4 separate regions of the Mus musculus genome follow, and all the other regions are linked to region 2. Evidence: chromatin contacts called from public HiChIP or PLAC-seq and promoter capture Hi-C data. All regions are on one chromosome and are shown on one strand. Each heading gives the region's core, a stretch centred on a gene start, on an enhancer-like site or on the middle of the called end of the contact. The rest is flanking DNA. Distances are from core to core; before and after follow the strand shown.

Region 1 (3,501 bases), core at 444-2,943, 670 kb after region 2:
ACCTGTAATTTCTCAGAAACGGGGAACTAGGAGACGAATCCTGGGGCTCTCTGAGGGTAGGATGTCAGACCAGAGACTATAAAATAGTAAATTGGAAGAAAACCATCTGCCACTCAAAGATAGATGTTGTGAAACTTGTCTGTTTTATTCCTTAGTTCTGTGCTAGAAAAGACTTCTTTAAAAATACTTACGCTACAGGGGAGAACCCCGATGGATCTATGGCTCAGTGTGGTCAGCAGCAGGGACGACCACCAGAAATTTAACAAAAATGAAACTGACTAGGTAGTCAAATTAATACTTGGCAAAGAAAAATAAAAACTGAAGCAGAGCTATAGCTCAGTGGTAGCACACTCCCTTAGGATGTATGACATCTGGGTTTGACCCCCAGCAAAACACACACATACAGGCACCCCACTAGGAAAGAGGAAAGGAAGGAAAGAAGGGGACAACAAAACCTTCCCTGAATGGAAGTATAATTAAACCAAGTTTCAAAGAATGTACACAGATAGCAAGCAGTTCATCAAACAAACCCACAGCTCAAAACCACAAAGCACAAAAGGAAACAAGGCAGAGGGGGAAAAGTCAACAGAAACCTGTGGGGGCCCCTTAGTGCTGAGACTGTTGGGATACAGTGGGAGCTTACTTAATGTCATTAAACAAATAAAAGCAAGCATCTAAAACCTGAGCACACTGGGCTGCAGGCACGGCTAAGTGGTGGAGCGCTTGCCTAGCGTGCACCAGGCCCGGAGTCCCATCCACACAGCTACAAAACAAAAACCAAAGAGTGACTTAGACATGAGTAAAGAACAAGGACGTACGAATTTTTAAAAAGACCACGGAGATTTTTAAAAGTCAAATAGACCCACAAAAATGAAAAGCTCAAGTAGCCGAAATAAATCATAAGTGCAGTTGAGAAGGAACTCAGGAAACGCCCTTGAAGGAGCAACGGTGTATATGTATACTATTCTTAGGCAAGAAAATTGGAAAATAGAAGAACAAAATGCCTGAACTTGTGGGGATGAAGGAAAACAGGTGCTCAAACCTTGCTGATTGGAATATGAACTGCTGTGACCTTTAGACATTAATTGGCCATCTCTACCAAAGGGGTGGGGGAAAGAACCCTACTTTTGGGACTCCATCCGACAGAGATAACAAAAAGCACCGTTCTGAAGGGTATGTGGGTGAATGTATTTGCCACTGATCTGTTTGTGTTAGCAAAATTAGATAGTTAACAGTTGACTAAATCACAGTCTGTCTGTGCCATGCAATGTTATGTGTTAAAAAGAGAGATGGGGGCTGGAGATATGGCTCAGCAGTTAAGAGTGCTTGCTGCTCTTTCAGAGGAGGAGAGTCTGGTTCCCAGCGCTCACATCAGGATCTTCACAACTACCTGCTAACTCCAGCTCCAGGGAAGCTGATGCCCTCTTTTAGCCCCATCCACCCACCCACAGGCACATGCACACCCCACATGCACACATACCTGTAATTCCAGCACTTGGGAGGTAGAGGCAGGAAGAGAAGATAGTCAGAGTTCAACATCATCCTTATTCTTGGCTACATAGCAAATTTTAGGCCAGCTTGGGATACACTGTTGGGTTCAGGGTAAAAGTTGAGAAAACTCATTTCAGATATGGAAGCTTAAAAATGAAAGCTTTGTTTTCTGAGCACTCAAGGAGGTGGCCAGTTCTGGATCTGAAACATGTCTGAGAAGAGGGATTGTACACCATCTTTAAAGGATGGGAACACAAAGCAAATGGGGGCTGGGGGGGGGTGCAGTGTTATCTAGTTGTGTGTGACATTGTGGGTTAAACAAGGGAGTAGCCATCAGAGACTGGGCTGCATCCAAGCACCTGGCTTCAAGGTCCTTGATTCACTCTCCTAAACATTAGGTCCGGAGCCCAGACTGATAAGGGAAAAGGAGCTGCTTGGCTGCACGTAGTCAATTAGGGCAGAACAGGCAATTGTTTATGCAGTTATAGAATGTATGCACTTTCTGTATTCTTTACCAGGTAATAGACAATTGAGAAAACAGAAGTGGGATAGGTGTTCATTCCTAGGCCTGGGAGCATGAACTTGTTTGACCTGCCAGCAAGATGGACAGGTTGTCCCTGAGATGTGTGGACTCAGACAACTGTGTATAACAGAAGATGTTCAGCCATTGGGAAGTCCCCAGCTGCCCTAAGGCCTGGGACCTTGAATTTATTTTTCTCCCTTTGATTAAAAGAGTCTGAAAGTGAAATGGTAGTACTTAAAATAAATTTCTTTTGCTTGTTCCCAACAACACGAGAAGAAAGAGACAAGAAAAAAGTAAGCCTGGAGAGGTGTCTCAGTAGAGCCATTAAAAATACTCACTATGGCTGAGTGTGGTGGTGCATGCCTTTAATCCCAACACCAAGGAGGTAGAGGCAGGGGATCCCTATGAGACAGAAGCCAGCCTATTCTGCATAACGAGTTCCAGGCCAGCCAGATCCTATCTCAAAAGAAAAACAGAAACAAAACAAAACCAAACAAGCAAACAATAAACAAACAAGACAATACAAGACAGCAAAAGCCAAAATCAACAACTCAGTATAGTGGTACAATTTGTAATCCCAGAGCTGGGGAAATAGATACAGAAGGATCCCTGGGGCCTGCCTGCCTGCCAGTCTAGTCTAATTGATGAACTCCAGACCAAGAAGAGACCCTGTGTAAAGACAGACAGGATGACACCTGAGTTGTCTTCTAGCCTCTACACACATACATACACATGCACATGTACATACACATATACATGCTGCTCCATAAACACGCACAGTTAAAAATAATAAAAAGAAAAATAGAATAGTATTACAGCAGTCATGTAGTGGGGATCTGCTGGTGAAAACCATAACGAGTATAGCAAACCATCCTCGTGCAAGTTTGTATCTGCATTTATCGGCATTCTCTGTGTAGCCCTGGCTGTCTGGGAATTCACTCTGTAGACCAGGCTGGCCTTGAACTCAGAAATCCGCCTGCCTCTGCCTCCCAAGTGCTAGGATTAAAGGCGTGCGACACCACTGCCCTGCTGGGATTTTCTTTATTGATGAGTGATGTGGAAGAACTCAGCCCACTATGGGCTGTACCATCCCTGGGCAGGTGGTCCTGGGGTGTGTAGAGGAATTTTAATCCAGCAACATGGCTACTCTGGTAAAGGGATCTCATCCAAAGACATTCTAGGCCTGTGGGATCCAGCTGGAATAGTACGCCTTTACCGTCTCTGGCTGGAATACAGACATGACCTTAGTACACACCTTGAATTCCAAACAATGAAGGTAAAGTTAGTTCGTAGAAGGAAGTAGCCATGTTTGGATGTGACTAATTAGGGGCAGACAAAGTGACAAATCAGAAAAAGATTTGACAGAATGAGTCAGAGATAGAATATGCCCAACTCTCATGAGAACAGACAACAAAGAGAAGGGACTTAAGAAAGCAGCAGATAGATAGATAGATAGATAGATAGATAGATAGATAGATAGATAGATA
Region 2 (4,002 bases), core at 1,346-3,845:
TGATCACTTCACTTCTCGATGGCTATTGCAGACCAAGACTGCAGTCAAGAAGGGAGGGTGAGCCTCACGATCTTGGGTCTCAGGGCCTGACATAGGGGTCTTAGCTCAGCCATATCCCTCTGAGGCACAGGGCGAGCAGGGACCAAGTAGCAGACGAGTCGATGCTTCACCTGGCATCTAGCCACTGCCTCCCACTTCTAGCAGAACTGGGTCAGCAGCCCTGTTCTTGCTTCCTCTCTCTTAAGCTAGGCCAGGCTGGCTCCTGGCTGTGAAGGAACTTCCGGTCCCCAAGAAGCCTTGAAGACTGGACAAGGGAGGACAGGGTGGAGCAGGGATAGCCGTGGCTTCATTTATCGTTTGCACCCAGGAGGCCTTGTAGTCTTCCAATTGCAGGAGATCAGCCCTACAGTGTATTCTACGTGAACCAACAGGGCCTGGCCTTCACTCCTCCAGGCCACAATGCCCTGGGGTCAAGGGAAAGGAACTCTGTTATCTTCTCAGAATAAATATTACTGCCGCTCTAGAGGGATCTGTCTGTTTCATTTTTCCCGTACCCCGCACCCCCCCACACACAAGGGTAAAGACAGAGGGCACAATGGGTAGCTGACCTCTGGTCAGAAGGATGAGCAAGGAAGGCCTTGGGAATCACAGATAAAAGCTGGCCTTGCTGGTTACCTAGTGAGTCAGAGCCCAGCTCTGTGGAATCCTTCAGGTTCCCTGCTTCCAGTCAGTGTGGGGCTGGCTTTGCTGAGCTCTGCCCATCTCAGGCCCTGGGGACATGGGGGCACACAGTTCCTGCTCTGCAGCAGCCTTCCAGCAACTGGGGAAAATGTACAAATCATGTCTGATCGAAGTACTGTAGTGTCCTTGATAAGCAGTGTCCCTAGGAGCTGACTCTTAGTCTCTGAGTTCAAGATCTGTGCCCTGTTCTAGTGGAGAGGAGAGACTTACATGCAGGCCACAGACGGAGGTGGCAGAGCAGAGATCCTGGGAAGGTGCGGTAGCTAGAGCTAGGAATTTATGGGCAGGGCCACGGGTAGAAGCTGGGTCGGGTTGTGGAAAACGAAATGATGGAATACGACGATAGATTGGATTTGAAGGGGCGAGGGTTGTATGAACTAAGACCAGTTCTGCAGTGGTTCAGATGTGGTGCCCTTAAGAGGCTCAGGTGCCAGAAACCAGTGCCCCTTCTGGATAGGGCAGAAAACAGGCAGAACCTGGAGAGGTACGGTGGAGCATGAGGTGGTAAGGACACACACCATCTCAGGTGGTTTGTTTTGGGGAAAACAAGCATGGATTTCTAGGTTTCTCCGATCGGGTGACCTGCTTAGCCGAGTTTGGGTGCTGAGGAAATGTCTCCGTTATGGTTCTGAGACCACTTTCTCACCCACCCACTGCCTTCCCAGCATGCACCTCAGCCTCAACGAAGCACACCTGCCCCAGTTGCCGCCTTGTCGATTGGGCTCTGGATGCTCCAACCTGTGTCTCTCCCACTCTGTGTAGGCTCATGCTACTCACCTGACTCATAAGTATCAGTTTCGTAGGTGAAGGCTGCGTTGGGTGCAAGTCAACCTTGGACCCTGGTCTCACTGTGGCACCCTGGTATGAGGAAGTTGACCGGCTTTTCCTTAGTCTTGTAGCAGTTGGCTGTGCCCAGCAGGTGGCACCATTGCACCATTGATTCTCCCCACTCCATACCACTATAGATTCCACCCCACCCTATTCCCCTCCCCACCTTAACCCACCCACCCCCACCGAAAAGCAGCTTTCCTGAGTAGATGTCCCAGCTGGCAAGTGTGGGCAGAAGAAGGGGCCAGGTCTCAGGAGGAGGAGGAGGAGGAGGAGGAGGAGGAAGAGGAAGAGGAGTCCTTCAGCCTCCTTCCTCATCTACCATGATGAGTATTTGTGTCCTGTTCATTCCCACCCACTCCCTTTTTTAAATCACACATTTAAATCACACACACACACACACACACACACACACACACACACACACACACACACCGGGTAAGTCTGTCCTGCGTGAGGTGGCTCCTACTCAGGTGGCTTTGCAAACTGTCTGGATAACAGCACACTCAAGACTCCTAGGACAGGCTGTGGGGGCCAGTTGTAGAGCCTGGGGGTGGGGTGCATCTTGGGGAGTCCTGGTTTGGATGTTGTGTCCAGCCAAGGCTCCAGGTATTGCCAAGCCTGCTCATTTATATGGTCTCTAGTAGTGCCCTGACGAGGGAAGCTGGGTGAGCAGGGGAGGCTACTGGGAACTGAGACCCAGCAAAATCATGAGGAAGATGGGACGTGATCAGGTGTCCTAACCATGCAGAGATGGCAGGTAGTAACACATGTGACAAGAGACCCTGAGGTCCTGATGGTTGGCCCCAGGCCCGAGGTTCCCACTGGCCAGCAGTGCCCCCTGGAGCTTCTATGCCTTGCATCCCTGCTGGTTAGCTTTACACAGCACCTTGGGCAACCTCTAGACGTTAGTCAGCAGCCCCAGCACAGCCCGCCCCTCATGCTGATGTCACCACATCCAGACCTTCGAGGCCCCCAGGGCTCCGCCTCCTGGGAGAAGGCTTTGGAGGGAGAGGGCGGGTGGCAGTGCAGGCTGGACAGCTGCCCTGAACAGAAAGAAAGAGTGACCCAGGGAGACAAGAAACAGAGTAGCCCAAGGGAAGCCCACAGCAGCAGCAGATCAAGGCTCAAGCTGGAGCTGAAAATTTGCAGGCTCCAGCCTCAGCTTCCAGAGTCCTCCTGACCTGTGACCCCTGGCTCCTGGCTGGGAGGTGGTGACTCGGAGGGTGTGGATAAAACCCAGGTAAGGATGGGCTGCCCTGGCTGGAACTTTTGGACTGGGGAGGAGTTACAGGCTGGGGCCTCCTCTGGAGCCTCTGCCCTTAGGTTCCTGGGACTGGACTCCCCTGAACCTACAGGGGCCTTGCCACCATAGGCATGGAAAGAAAATGCCCCGAGCCGTGCACATGGAGGCTTATGCCCTAGATGAGGGAATAGCTGAAGAGCACAGGGCCTGTGGAGTTGTTTCCGGGTTGGAGCTGGGTCAGGGGTATCCAGAGGCAGGGGTGAAAGATGGGAGTGGAGGCTGGGGGGGCAAGTGTGGATGCCTCTCTCTGCTTGGTCTTTTGGTCATCTCCCTGATAATCTATCTCTCCTTGCACACGTTGTTTCTTCTTTGTGTGCCTTACATTCTCTATCCGTGACCCAAGAACATGAAGGTTACCATCTGGGGTTGCCCAGGGGTCAAGGTAAAATCAGTTGTGGGTCTAGGGAAAAAAACAAAACAAAACAAAAAACTATGGTTCTTTGTTCTCAATTTGAAAAGCAACAGTCTTACACACTAGTCTAGTCTGGGATGGAGAGGTAGAGCCTCATGCATGGGGTAGAAGAGACCTGAGCTTTTCCATGGGTCTTCAGCTCTACCCTCCAAGTCTACAGTCCCAGTCTGTCCTGCAGCCTTGTACCAGCATGAGTGAGGCAGGGGCCAGGCAGCCTCTTCAGACGCCAGCTCTCATAACTACTGCTGCTGCCTTTGGGATTATCCCCCTGCCAGGACCCCAGCGTGGTGTAGGTCTCCCGAAGGACCATATGCCCATAGAGACCCAGGGCGTGGGGTCAGGGCTCAGGTGTCAGGCAGTGTCGTGGGCAGAGGATCAGATGTCCCAGTGCCTCTGAATGGACCCTTGTGAAAACTTAATGCTCACTCGAGGGGCAGGCCAGGCAGGGATGGAGGGGCCTCACACCAAGACCTATGGGCTGGGGCTGCTTCTGGTGACCACACTCGAGGCAGCAAATCCATCTCGAGCCTATTCCTGGGTCCAGCTCTGTGCTGGATGAGGTAAGAGATGAGGGCCACGAACAGGTGTTAGATCATTCTGCCATGTGTCCTAAAACTCCTAAAGCAGTCCTGAACCAGGAGCAGAGTCCAAATCTTACTTAGTGCCAAGTCTTCCCTGCCCTGCTGTGTGACCTTGGGTAAGAGATAGTCCTTCT
Region 3 (3,900 bases), core at 231-2,730, 700 kb after region 2:
GGCAGCTGTTGCAGAGGCTCCGGGGCCTTTCTGGCTATTGTCCATGGCACGCTGGAGTCAGCCCTCCCAGACCTGACCGCAGCAGAACACTTTGTTTGCCAGTTCTCACTTGGTGGCCCTAGGCTTGGGCACTAAGGCAGAGAGTAATGCCCTTAGGGGCTTGAGTGTGGATTCAAAGGGAGTTACATAACCAGGGCTGGAAAGGACTTCCTCTGGAGATTTCCAAACCTCTCGGTTTGTGAGTGGCATCCTCCTGCCTCATGGCCTTGGGCTGGATGCACTGCGCAGAGTCAGCCCTGGAAGAATCTCTCCCCAGAAAATGTAAGAAACCATGATACAGGGCTAGCAATGGATCAATAGAACACCAATTAAAAGGGCACTTTTTGCTCTCTCATAGGACCTGCACCCACATGGTATCTTGAAACATCTGTAAACTCCCTTCCCCTTTCCTGATCTCTGCAGGCACCAGGCACACGAGGTGCACAGACATACAGACAGGCAAAACATTCACATATATAAAATAAGATATTTAAAAAAACAACCAGCCAAAAACCTTATTTATTTATTTATTTATTTATTTATTTATTTATCTATTTATTTTGATGAGATCAAGTACAGAGCCCCTTACATGTTGTGAATCCCACCCACCACTGAGCTACATCTTCTGGCGCCTTAATTGATTTTGGTTTTAGTTTTGGTTTTCTCTGAGACATTTTACTTTGTAACCTAGGCTGGCTTGGAACTCATTATGAAGACCAGGTTGGCCTCCAAATGGTGGTAGTCCCACTGCCTCAGCCTCCTGAGTGTGTTGGCATCACAGCTGGAAGATTCTTTAACATATCGATTTTGAATAGTCCATTTTGAATGCTCTTTTCCAATTTAATTTAGGAAACAATTTGATGCCAAGTCTTTACTGGCTGTTATAGGTTATCCTAGGCTACTGTGTCCCGCCAACAGTTCTGTTCTCAGATTGCTTGATGGAAAGGTACTCCTGTAAAAAGGACTGTTGGGACTTGAACATGACAATACCCATTATGACTGGACTTCCAGCCCTGGCTTCGGGGCTCTTTGTCCTGTACAGAGCTGTTCCAGTTCAGGATACTGTTCCTCTGTTCATTTCACAGCCAGGTACCCAGATTGAAGAAGTGAGCTGTGTGCGTTAGGAGGGAAGCAGGCAGCATCGAGGTAATGTGATTTCGGGTAACCTAAAAGAACTATTGATTGCCTGCAGTCAAGTGTACTAGGTGCCAAGGGGACACAGCTTTCCTCTAGCTGGCTGGGCGAGCTGCTGAAGGAAGAGTTGGCCTCCTGCTGAAGCAGTCATGACAAGCAGAAGCCTGGCAGGTTTGTCCCTGGGTAGATGGATCACCTGATACAGACACTGGGGACCAAACGCTGGGATTGGCTCAAAACAGGGCTGTGTTGCTCCAATGGTTGGGCTTTGGCATCCTGTCAATTTGCTGTCTGCTCAAAAGCCTAGAAATAGCGCTGGGGCAGTCTGCCGGACTCTGAGGAAGGAAGCAACCATGCAAGTGCTAACGAAACGCTATCCCAAGAACTGCCTGCTGACAGTCATGGATCGGTACTCCGCGGTGGTGCGGAACATGGAGCAGGTGGTGATGATCCCCAGCCTTCTGAGGGATGTGCAGCTGAGTGGGCCTGGGGGCTCGGTCCAGGACGGAGCCCCTGATCTCTATACCTACTTCACCATGCTCAAGAGCATCTGTGTAGAAGTGGACCACGGGCTGCTGCCAAGGGAGGAATGGCAGGCCAAGGTGGCTGGCAACGAAACCAGCGAGGCTGAGAACGACGCTGCTGAAACGGAGGAGGCCGAAGAAGACAGGATCTCGGAGGAGCTGGACCTAGAAGCCCAGTTCCACCTGCACTTCTGCAGCCTCCATCACATCCTTACCCACCTGACCCGGAAAGCACAGGAGGTGACGCGGAAATACCAGGAAATGACAGGGCAGGTTCTGTAGGTCTTTGACTCTTCTGAAGGTAATGGTGGCCGTGCTAGTGGGTTATACTCCATAAAGGGTGTTCTGAGGGAGGAGATAAATGGCGGTTTAGCTTAGTAGAAGGAGGCCAAGTGAGCCCTCACATCAGGGTATTGGGACTATCACTTGGGAAGGCCCAGAACTGAGCCTAACTTCTCAGCCTTCTCACCCAGTATTGAGAAGAAATGACCGTGACCTCCTACAGAGGACAGAACTGTAGTCTCTGAACACATCCCTCCTGAGTGTGTGTGTGTGTGTGTGTGTGTGTGTGTGTGTGTGTGTGTGTGTGTGTGTTTGGAGTGGGGGTGCATGTATGTGGAGGTCAGAGGACAGACAACATATGGGTCTGAGGGGTTGAACTCTGATCATCAGACTTGCTGGCAGGCATCTTCATCTGCTGAGCCATTTGGGGCATACATGGCGTGCTCTGGGGTGTCTGCAGAGGTCAGAGGATGGATCTGTGGGGTCAGTTCTCTCCCTCTGGCTTTAATGTGGGTTCCAGGGATGAAGCGCAGATCTCCAGGCTCGGGAAGATGAACTCCACCTGCTGAGCTATCTCACCACCCCAGACTCAGTCATAGCTACTCTTCCCCGGCTTCCTTTCTCCTTTTTATTTTTTAATAGGGTCTCTCTATAAAGCCCTGCCTGACCTGGAAACGTAGAGATTCTTCTGCCTCAGGTTCCAGAGTACCAGCATTAAAGACATGCACACCATGCCCAGCTTTTATGTTAACTTAAAAAAAAAAATCTGATTATAGCATGGGCTGTCCCCAGAGTTGAGATACATACACTCTAACTCCAGGGCATGCGCCACTCCCAAACCTTAAGGCCACTGCTGCCATAGATCTCCTTTGCACACTAAATGCCAGCATTGCCTCAGTTGCTGCAAAAGTTCTGAATAAACCTACAAAGATGAGAGCTTTTTTAGATTTTGGTTATTTATGTTTTGGAAATGGAGTCTCACTAATTGTCCAAGTAGGTCTCCAACTCGGGAGGCTCCTGCATGTCTCCCAAATTCTGGGATTGCAGATATCACTGTGCCTGACTGCCAAAGATGAGGTTTGTTGCTTGTGTTTTGCAAGTGAAGAACCTTACCAAGGGAGATGTATTTGTGTAGATGTGCACTATGAATTCTGTGTGTATGTGCTCGTGCCCTCTCAACAACACAGGGTATGTAATCGCACGTTATCACATGTATTCACACGTTATCGCACGTTATCTCATGTTATCACACGTTATCACATGTTATCGCACGTTATCACATAGGGGCATGTAGGTGAGCTCCACCGTTTCTAGGTTGCAACAGGACAAACAGCAACTATTTTGATATTTGAATTATTCCAGTCACATGTGGGTGTGGAATCATGTCTTTTGGGAATTCCTGAGCCCATGTGCCCGTGCATAGAGGCTGTGATTGTGAAATGAAAATAAACAGCAAGCAAACAGGTCATGGTATAGAGCAGCACATTGTCGGAGAAGGGCCTAGACTATGGGTCCCTCCTAGGCGGGGATTGGGAGAGATCAGATTACAGCGTCTGCTGGTCACGACCATGGGCCACCTGCCAGCCCCATTTTATTATAAACTGGCATCAGTTATAGACCACCTTGCCTAGGACTGAGAGACTAGATTTGTACCTCTGGGGTGGGTGAGATGGCTCGGCTGGTAAAGGCACCTGTCACCAAGTCTGACTGACAACCTGATATTGATCCCTGGGGCTCACATGGGAGAGAGAGAATTGACTTCTGCAAGCTGTCCTCAGTCCTCCATGTGTGCACTGTGGCCTGTGCACTGCCTCCCACCCCACCCCAACATAAAAAGAATTGCACCTCCGTTTACTAGCAAGGAAATGAAAGTTAACTGAGTGACTCATCTGAAGTCACATTGTAAAGGGACAAAAGCCAG
Region 4 (3,708 bases), core at 679-3,178, 720 kb after region 2:
ACTCAGGATGTACAACCCCAAGGTCTGGCAGAGAAGTCCAGTCAGTTCCCCTCACTCAGCACCTTTTGTGTGTTGTGTACCTAATCCACAGAACTCACTGAACCGTCACAACGAATACACAAGGATTCTCACTTGGTAGATGAGGAGACTGGCAGATTGACACATGACTCGCCAGAGTGACACAGGCAGGAAACAATGAAATAAAACCATGTAGTTCCCAAACGACAAGCTTAGGCATGATCAGACACACACGTGCACGTGTGTGTGAGTGTACACACACACACACACACACACACACACACACACACACACAGAGAGACAGAGAGAGAGAGAACGAGCATTTCCAAGACATATTGGCTTCCAATAGTATTTGAGGACTAGTGACCAGTGACCCTAGGATGTCATGGATGCTGACCTTCATGTCTAACACAGACGATTAGCTGGGATGAGTCCTAGTGGCTGGAACCATTTCATTAGCATTCTTGTGCTGTGGTCCTTGGCGCCAACTGATGGTTTAGATTGCTGACAAAACTGACCCTCACCACTGAACTTCCTCAGTTCTCAAAAGTTTTCATGTCTTCCCCACCCAGAGAATAAACTGCCCTCGTCTGATAGCCTCTGCAGCCTTATCACTGTAATCTTGCAGCTAAGTAATCAAATTCACCCACTTTCAGAACGCCTTGCACACCCCACCCCCACCCCCAGACATACGAAGTTCTTTTAACTCTTGCTTGATATTCAAAGTTAAGTTCACATCTAGTGACATGATAAAGACATTTGCCACCAAGTCTGACTTGGGGAGTTCAATCCCCAGGGCTGACACGGTATTGGAGAGAGAACTAATTCAGGTTGTTATCTCCCCTCTACCCCCCCCCCCATATAAAGAATAACTATAACAAAGACAGTTAGTTTGCTTCTACATGTATCTTTGGAATTCTACAGTTCTTAGCACAGCTACATTGTGTAAGCTAAGCTATTCTCAATCGTGACCAGAAGCCAGTGACAAACTAGAATATACAGCTTGCTAGTTTATTGACAGTCTCCTATTCCAGAATAAGGGCAGTAGTAGCGTCTGGAGTTTTGTCCACATTAGTCCTCTCCCCAGACCTTATGAATCAAACCAATATTTTAACTGTATATTATTTCTATGCACTCCAACTCTGAGAAGCTCTGGTTCTAAGCACACACCAACACAACACAAGCTCCTCTCTTTAACTAGACCGTGGGCAAGGTGCTTTAACTCTGCTTGGGTCTCGTGCTCTCGTCAGTACAATACTTTCTCACGTCTGAGAGAAATGGGCTGGGCAACCGTTTAGCACGAAGTACAACGCGAACTGTGAGGAGCCCTTCTTGAGTCCTTCGCAGACTTAACCGTGGGGTTTAGAAGTCCCCATTGCACTGCACTTGGTTTTCTTCAATGTGGCTACTCTTGGCGCTGAGAACCCGAGAGGGGATGCACGCCCTGGGAGAGCCAGGCGCCCCCAGCTAGGCAGGAAGGCCTCGTAGAGCACAGATGACCTCAGCGGGCAACCCTGCAGCTCCTCGTCCGAGCGGGATCGCCCGCAGCCCTCACCTGCTCTCATCACCGGTCGCATCCGCAGCATGTTGTCCATCAGGCCCGTGCAGTAGCCCAACAAGCCCATGTAGACAAGCCGCGGGTCGTTCAGCTTGGGCGGGGGCAGGCTCCGGGCCTCGTCCGGCAAGAATTTTAAGGGCTCATGGCCCGGCCGGCCGTTCATCATCTTGAGGCAGGTTCCACGAGAGGTTTGACCTCGACTCCAACTATAGGAAAAACAACGACTCCAAACGCCGTGACCGAGCTACCGTCCTCCTCCGCGCTCTAGGCTGAAGGGCATTGCGTACGGCGGTGCAGCACCCAAAAGCTTCCCTGTGCGCTCAGCCTTAGCAACCTCTGCACGCGAGGTTCCGGGCTTCTAAGTGGCCCACAACGCGTGAAGGCTTGCGCTGACATTGTAGTGTGTGTGTGTGTGTGTGTGTGTGTGTGGGGGGGGGTTATAATAAATAACCCACAGTGGGCAAAGGCTAGGAAACATTGGTATGTATGTATGTATGTATGTATGTATGTATGTATGTAGTCCAGTTACCACAATCGAAATTGTCTCTCACTTACTTGCCCCCAGGCCTATGGCTCTTCAGAAAACATTATCTTAGCATCCAAAAATCAACATCTACAAGTGGTCATAATGGCTAGTTCATTTATCTAAAGCCTATAAAAGCAAGCTTTCTGGGGTTCCAGCAGTTCGTTTGCAGTTACTTCCCCCACCCCCAAAGCCTAAAATGAAGGTAAGGTCAGCACCAGGGTATTCGGAGGTCAGGAGCGAATCATTTACCCTAACCTTGAGATTCAGTTCTGGCGATAGTCTGCTAAAATGGTTCCCCCTAGGCCTTCAGGTCTATGTACGTGGCTGAGAGAAGTGTTCCCCAACGGATTAAGGAGTGAAAGAAGGAATTCCTAAAGTTCTATCAAGCGATTGCCTAGTCTCTTTCCGCTCACCTAAAATAAAGGACTTTCCGTACTTGAACATCTCCCTTTGGAAAGCCCTTCCTGATACTGAAAATGTATATGCTTCTAAGACAGGAGTACTAAATACCAGCTAAGAGTCGAGTGCGGGGATATTCCTCAATACTTGTACTCTTTGAGGAAAATCCAGTGAGACACACAGATAAAAGCAATGGAGCATGTGAGCAAATCTCTCTTAAAATCGTAGTGGTGCCTGTAATCCTAGCAGTTGGCAAGCAGTATGTCATTCTTGGGTACACAAGTCCCTGCCTAAAATAGATGAAACAGACAGACAATACATAAAAGCAATACAGTTGCATCAGCTTGCGCAGACCGGGGTTGAGTAAGAGAAAGGGAGACTATTTATACGGTCTGGGAATCTACCTAACTTTACCATGTAATTAGCAAGTTGAAATGGTTTTCTTTTCCCTGTATCTTTGTCCAACACTGGTCTGAACTGGAAGTTATTTATTTCTTTTTGAGATTTGCTCAAGGTTTTTCATCAGGTAATTATCAGAGCCCACTAGCTAATTATCCTTTCTTGGAAGGAGGAAGGGAATTTATAAGAACCAGGGCCAGAGTCTCCTTTAGTGCCCCGCCGTGAGAGTGAGACTCCACACCTCCACTGCTCACCTCTACCTTCTGCCTAACAAAGGCTGGGGTGGGGTCTTTCCATATCTCTGTGTAGCACTAACTGACCTGAAATTTGCTACTTAGTCCAAGATAGCTTCAAACTAATGGTAAGTGTCCTGCACCCCACCCCACCCCCACTCCCAGTGCTGGGAATATAGTCCTATACCACTCTAGTTACCTCCACTCCACCAAGAGGACTCTTTACTTTACTTTTCTTTTCTTTACTTTTCTTTTTCTATTGGATATTTTATTTATTTACATTTCAAATGTTATCTTCTTTCCCGATCTGCCCCCCAAGCTCCCTATCCTATCCCCCCTCCTCCTGCTTCTATGAGGGTATGCCCCCACCCACCCACCCACCCACTCCTACCTCCCTGCCCTTTAATTCCCCTACACTGGGGCATCTAGCCTTTAGGGGACCAAGGGTGTCTTCTCCCATTGAGAGGACTCTTTTAAGCCAAATATTTTAAGTAAAACATTTTCAAGTAAAAATTATTTGAGAAAGCATACATTAGGATTTTCATGAAGTGCACCAAATAATTTGAATGCTCACA

The links. Promoter capture Hi-C pulls out the DNA fragments that hold promoters and counts their contacts. HiChIP or PLAC-seq counts read pairs in DNA pulled down with a chosen protein or histone mark.
Region 1: a promoter capture Hi-C map of embryonic stem cells shows a contact between it and region 2. The contact joins the promoter of Kctd14 here to the promoter of Myo7a in region 2. A contact is called at or near these places in 2 of 39 promoter capture datasets (embryonic stem cells and hippocampal neurons), 2 of 484 Hi-C or Micro-C datasets (the N1E-115 cell line and Sertoli cells) and 1 of 115 datasets of contacts at active chromatin or transcription factors (pancreatic cancer cells).
Region 3: a contact with region 2 is called in a promoter capture Hi-C map of pre-B cells, with 8 times the contacts expected there. The contact joins the promoter of Thrsp here to the promoter of Myo7a in region 2. A contact is called at or near these places in 14 of 39 promoter capture datasets (the 3T3-L1 cell line, the HPC-7 cell line, HPC-7-derived erythroid cells and 8 more), 1 of 15 datasets of contacts at CTCF or cohesin (large pre-B cells), 22 of 484 Hi-C or Micro-C datasets (B cells, the Ba/F3 cell line, CD4 T cells and 11 more), 4 of 115 datasets of contacts at active chromatin or transcription factors (embryonic basal ganglia and embryonic stem cells) and 1 of 9 other capture datasets (embryonic stem cells).
Region 4: an H3K4me3 HiChIP or PLAC-seq map of embryonic stem cells shows a contact between it and region 2, with 4 times the contacts expected there. The contact joins the promoter of Ndufc2 here to the promoter of Myo7a in region 2. A contact is called at or near these places in 4 of 39 promoter capture datasets (the C10 cell line, embryonic stem cells, hippocampal neurons and 1 more) and 2 of 115 datasets of contacts at active chromatin or transcription factors (bone marrow-derived macrophages and embryonic stem cells).

Annotation. Positions count from the first base shown.
Region 1 is chr7:97,449,526-97,453,026 of GRCm38.p6, reverse strand. Kctd14 (potassium channel tetramerisation domain containing 14) reads right to left here and starts at 1,693. Exons shown (of 3, transcript NM_001136235.1): 1 at 1,481-1,693. The coding sequence starts at 1,542.
Region 2 is chr7:98,118,086-98,122,087 of GRCm38.p6, reverse strand. Myo7a (myosin VIIA) reads left to right here and starts at 2,595. Exons shown (of 49, transcript NM_008663.2): 1 at 2,595-2,812. Capn5 (calpain 5) reads left to right here. Exons shown (of 13, transcript NM_007602.4): 13 at 1-529.
Region 3 is chr7:97,415,130-97,419,029 of GRCm38.p6, reverse strand. Thrsp (thyroid hormone responsive) reads left to right here and starts at 1,480. Exons shown (of 2, transcript NM_009381.3): 1 at 1,480-1,998. The coding sequence starts at 1,527. The coding sequence ends at 1,979. Gm32945 (a long non-coding RNA gene) reads right to left here and starts at 377. Exons shown (of 3, transcript XR_378347.2): 1 at 1-377.
Region 4 is chr7:97,398,223-97,401,930 of GRCm38.p6, reverse strand. It overlaps Ndufc2 (NADH:ubiquinone oxidoreductase subunit C2), which reads right to left and starts at 1,928. Exons shown (of 3, transcript NM_024220.2): 1 at 1,574-1,928. The coding sequence starts at 1,742.